2 separate regions of the Loxodonta africana genome follow, and region 1 is linked to region 2. A link is a contact called in public Hi-C data. All regions are on one chromosome and are shown on one strand. The core of a region is the stretch at or near the end of the contact, and the rest is flanking DNA. Distances in the headings are between cores, read along the strand shown.

Evidence for each region. A called contact is a pair of places that touch in the nucleus more often than the background predicts.
Region 1: a Hi-C map of umbilical cord endothelial cells shows a contact between it and region 2, with 3 times the contacts expected there. The contact joins the promoter of ACO1 here to the promoter of NDUFB6 in region 2. A contact is called at or near these places in 3 of 3 Hi-C or Micro-C datasets (blood, fibroblasts and umbilical cord endothelial cells).

What each region holds. Positions count from the first base shown.
Region 1 is chr9:85,000,611-85,003,310 of mLoxAfr1.hap2, reverse strand. It overlaps ACO1 (aconitase 1), which reads left to right and starts at 1,403. Exons shown (of 21, transcript XM_064291812.1): 1 at 1,403-1,508.
Region 2 is chr9:84,845,930-84,848,631 of mLoxAfr1.hap2, reverse strand. NDUFB6 (NADH:ubiquinone oxidoreductase subunit B6) reads right to left here and starts at 1,386. Exons shown (of 4, transcript XM_003407319.4): 1 at 1,091-1,386. The coding sequence starts at 1,270. It overlaps LOC135232468 (a long non-coding RNA gene), which reads left to right and starts at 1,448. Exons shown (of 4, transcript XR_010323080.1): 1 at 1,448-1,600; 2 at 2,179-2,395.

The sequences.
Region 1 (2,700 bases), core at 154-2,653, 150 kb before region 2:
CATCATATGCATGTGAAAGCTGGACAATGAATAAAAAAGACCGAAGAAGAACTGATGCCTTTGAATTGTGGTGTTGGCAAAGAACATTGAATATGCCACGGACTGCCAAAAGAACGAACAAATTTGTCTCAGAAGTACAACCAGAATGCTCCTTAGAAGCAAGGATGGTGAGACTGCATCTTACATACTTTGGACACATTGTCAGGAAGAGTCAGTCCCTGGAGAAAGACATCATGCTCGGCAAAGTACAGGGTCAGCGGAAAAGTGGAAGACCCTCACCGAGGTGGATTGACACATGGCTGCAACAATGAGCTCAAGCATAACAATGATTGTAAGGATGGTGCAGGACCGGGCAGTGTTTCCTTCTGTTGTGCATAGGGTCGCTATGAGTCGGAACCGACTTGACGGCACCTAACAACAACAAGAGAGGAGATGGACTCATAGTGACCGCATAGGACAGAGTAGGGCTGCCCCATTGGGTTTCCAAGGAGCAGCTGATGGATTTGAACTGCCGATCTTTTTCAGTTAGCAGCAGAGCTTTTAACCACTGCACCACCAGGGCTCCAATCTTAGTAATAAGATCTTAGTAATAGCTATTAGTTATTCGTCCCATAAGCTGTTTATCCAGATACTCAAGGTTAAAAAAGAAAAAACTACAATAACTTTCTAAATCTGTCCAGGAAAACCTCACCACCTTTCATCTACAAAGATCTGATCACTTCTTTGGACTGAAATGTCTGAACGTTTGCCTGAGAGGGTGCAACTCCAACCAACTTGACTATCAAAAGCAGGTTCTGTGAAGAAAGTCCACTCAATGTCATTTCTCAGCGAGTGAAGAGAATGCATTAAAAAGTGTTGTTACGCGTTAAAGAAATAACAATTACACACAGAAACTTTGCCTTTGCAAGCCATGGGAATGCTGAAGTCCTACTCTGTCAGCATGTCGCCGGTACCGCTTGGCGCGCTTTGTGCAAGAAATCAAAGCGGCGGGTGGATGGGGGACAAAATGACCCCACCTACCGGGGCAGCCGAATAATCAGGCCGCTGCCCTTATGGCAAATCGTTAAAAACACAAAAACAAACAAAAAAAGCCAGGCAGCACTTCATCTTTTCGGCTCGCTTCCTAGAACGAGCTGGACAGTTAAACTCTAAGCCCAAAGAAAGCGGAAAGTCACCCTCATCCCAGGCTCTGGGACGCAGAGCCGCCCTGTCCCGGCGAGGCGCCCCTCCTCTTCCTGCCGCGGAGCCCTCGGCCGTCCCACCACGCGCGGAGGTGGAAGCCGCCTCTCCAGCCCGCCTGGGGGCGGGGCCGCCGGCCAAGAGGCCCCGGCTGCTTCCGACGGAGGGGCGGGGCCTGCTCGCGCCCCGCCCCCGGCCGGCTGCCCTGGAAGGCGCAGGAGGAGGAGCGTCGAGGCGACGGCGGCGGCCGAACCGCGCTGCGCACGGGATCGGGCTTCGCAACTTGCTCCGGGCTCGCCAGTCGCGGGAGCACCACGGTGCAATCCATTGTGAGTACCAACGCGGTCAGACAGATGTCCGAGAGGGAGCACGGCCGCCTGCCCCCGCAGACTAGTCGGTGCGATCCTTGCCCACCGCGCCCGCTGCACCTTTCCCGAGCCGGACTGAGACCGCCGAGCGGCCAGGGTGGGGGGAGGGGGACGAGTCTGGGGAGGGAGCGAAGGGAAGCAGGACAGGCCCCTGGGGGCTGACTTCTCCGTGCTGCCTCGGCCGGCGCCGCGCCGGGAGACAGTATGGGGCACTGGAAATGGCTCTTGCCGGTCTTTGCCGAGGCTGTGCGGCCCGCACAGGTAGTCCTTGCCCCGAGGGTGTGCCTGTCGCACTGGGAGTCCTCACCCCGAGGCTGTGCGGCCAGCACAGGGAGCCCTCATCCCAGGTGTGTGCCTGGCGCACTGGGAGTCCTCACCCCGAGGCTGTGCGGCCAGCACAGGGAGCCCTCGTCCCAAGTGTGTGCCTGGCGCACTGGGAGTGCTCACCGAGGCCGTGCGGGCCGCACAGAGAGTCCTCCCCGCGAGGGTGTGCCGGCCGTCCGGGGCGTCTTCACTGACAGTGTGCGCGCTGCCAGGGGAGTCCTCACCCTGAGGGTGTACGGGCAGTCCAGCGAGTCCTTCCCGAGCCTGTGCGGGCCGCACAGAGGGTCCTCCCCGCGAGGCTGTGCGGGCCGCCCGGGGAGTCTTCACCCCTAGGGTGTGCGGGCCCCCGGGGAGTCTTCACCCCAAGGCTGTGCGGGCCGCCCGGGGAATCCTCACCCCGAGGCTGTGCGGGCCCCCGGGGAGTCTTCACTGACAGTGTGCGCGCTGCCAGGGGGGGTCCTCACCGCGGGTGCTCGGGCTGCTCCGGGAGCCTTCACCCTGAGAATGCGCGGGCCGCCCGGGGAGTCTTCACTCCGCGGGTGTTGCGGGCCGCCCGGGGAGTCCTGGTCCCGAGAGTGTGGGGCCAGCTGGGGAGTCCTCACGCCCCAGGGTGTGGGGACTGCTGGGGTGTCCTGACCCTGAGGGTGTACAGGGGGAGTTCTCACCCCCAGGTCGTGAGGGCAAATCGGGTAATCCACACCAATGGGTAAGGGGAAATGGGCACAAGGGGAAGGCGCCTTTGGGTGGAAGAGTTGGGCAGAGCCTAGTCTGATAGATTCAGGGATCCAGGAAGGGAGTGTGGGCCGCTCTCTGGTGGGGCTCTCCTTCC
Region 2 (2,702 bases), core at 137-2,636:
AATACTCTGCTGAAAGTGAAGAGGACTTGAAGTACCTACTGATGAAGAAGATCTGATGAATTGCCTTCGTAGCACAATAAGGAAGGCAATGCAAGTGGATTTCAATGCGAGCTCCTTTAATTCCCAGCTCTGTGACCATAGGTAAGTCACTGAATTTTGTAGGCCTTAGTTTTCTCATATTTAAAATGAGGATTAGAAATAGCTTCTACCTTATAGGTGTAAAGGATTAAATGAAGCAACACATGTAAAACCCTCAGCCAAGTGTCAGACACATAGTAAGCACCCAACTTTTACTTATTTGTAATATCACTATTATTATTAGCCAATGTAACTGAATTTACCAAATAACTGAAAGTAATTCTGAGGTGTAGTGTTCATTATCCATAACTGGTATGATTTAATTAATAGAACTCAAGAAAATATTCAGAGACCCTGAAAATAAAGACAGTCCTGAAATGATTTTCTGCAAAGCCCAGGCATGTAATTTTTAAAGAAAAAAGTGTGTTAGAAGTACAGTGGTAGTTTAGAACAGTGGTAGTTTAGAAACATCGCCTTGAAGATAATTCACTAAAAATACCAAAAGGACAGTCTTTCATGGTAATGGCATAGGACTGTACCATCAGCTAGGGGCTCACTGTTTCTTCTAGTAGTTGGGTGTAGTGCTGGTCTGTATAACCTCAACCTTAAAAGTTAGACAAGTGTCCCCAAATACTAAAATTACAATATTTTAACTCTAGAGAATCCTTGGCAATCATTGTGAGTGAAGACGTCTATAGTAGAAAGAGAACCAAATGTGCAGTGTCCTGTAAAACCAAAGCAAAGATTCATCTCCCTATCACACTTGACAGCACCAGGGAATGACTCTCCCAAAGCCACACATACCCCTGGAATTCCTGACTTCTAGCCCAAGACTCTTTAGTCCCTGCTAAACTGTAGTCTCCGTTAAACCTGATTCTCCCTCGGGGGACTACGGGGTGTTCACTGTAGAGCGAAGTCAGCCCCTAATGTGGCTGCAAGAAGCCAACGTCCGTTGGTCAGGCTGGACCCCAACGCGAGGTGTGTATAGGGGAGAGGGCGGCCCGTCACTCACCGCGTGCCTCCAGGGGGACGGCTTCTGCAAAAATTTATTCCAGAACACCTGAACAGGCCAAACCCTCTGCGGAGGCAGCACCGGCTCCCGAGGGCTCAGCTCCTGGTCCTTCAACCATCGCCTCCTCAGCTCTCGCAGCTGCTGCAGCCGCAATTTCTCGTCTGGCGTGTACCCCGACATGTCACCGCTGGTATCAAGGGACAAGGATGGCCCGTCCCCGACGCACGGGCTTGTCCCTTACGCGCGCTCGCGCTCGGCAAAGCGACCTTGCGAGGACACCTGGGAGTGGCGCGGGGCTATAACGTCACACGTCCTGCCTCTGCGACGGCGCCCAACCCCGGTGCGAGGGAAGCCATGGCCGTGCATGCGCAACAGCCTCCACCCTGCTTTACGGGCTCAGATCACGCGCTGGAGGGCGGTAGGACACTTCAGATGCAGGATGAGAGAAGTGATGGATAAAGAGAAGATACGAGAGGTCAGAAGCCTGGAGGTTCTGATAAGGAAAAACTGGTACGTTGACAGCTGGAAGGATGAGAATATATGTTCCGATGAATGTGATGTCCGAGTGCAAGATTCTTCGCTTGCCTCTCCCACTGTGGCGTTCCTCTTCCCATGACCTAGAGAGACTCTGGAGGCAGTTAGATCCAAGTTCAGTAACTGGTAAAGTGACCTTGGGCAACTTTTACGGAAGGAAGTAAAAAGAGTAGTTTAACCTCTACCAGGATTACATAGATGCAGTCACCCTTTGACCCAGCAGTCTCACTTCAAGGACTATCCCAAAGATGTGGATATAGGAAAGGAATGTATATGTCTCTTCGTTGCAGCGCTATTTATAACAGCAAAACACTGAAAATTACCCAAAAATCCCTCAATAGAGAACTGGTTAAATAAATTATGGTACTCCTACGCAAGCTGAGGCAGCTGTAAAAAGTTATAAAGGACTGTACATACAACTGTGGAGCAATCTCCAGAATATATTTTAAGTTTAAAAAGCTAGGTGGTGAGAAGTGTATATAATAAGCTGCCTTTTGTCCAAAAAGGAGTGGCAATGGTGGTAAAGCTAAATATACATATTTTGTTGTTGTTAGCTGCTGTGGAGTCAACTCTGGCTCATGGTGACCTTATGGGACAACAGAAAAGGACATTGCCCAGTCCTGTATCATCCTCACAATCTCCAGCAGGATCGAGTTCATTGTTGCGTCCCTTATGCCAATCCATCTCACTGAGGGAGACTGTCGTTGGCCCTCTACTTCACCAAACGTGATGTCCTCTAGCAATTGATCCCTCCTGATGGGTCCAAAGCAAGTGAGTCAATGTTCTGTTGTTACCTTTAAGGTTTTCACTGACTAATTTTTGTAAGTAGATCACCAGGCCTTTCTTCCTAGTCTTAGTCTGGAAGTTCCACAGAAACCTGTCCACCACGGGTGACCCTGCTAGTATTTGAAATACCAGTGGCATAGCTTCCAGTATTATAACAACATGCAAGGCACCACAGTATGACAAACTGACACATTTGCTTAAATTTTTAAAGTAATAGAAAGGAAAATGATTTTTTTAAGGTTGCCTACAGGGGAAGAAAAGGAATAATAGAAGTTAGACTTCTCTGAATATA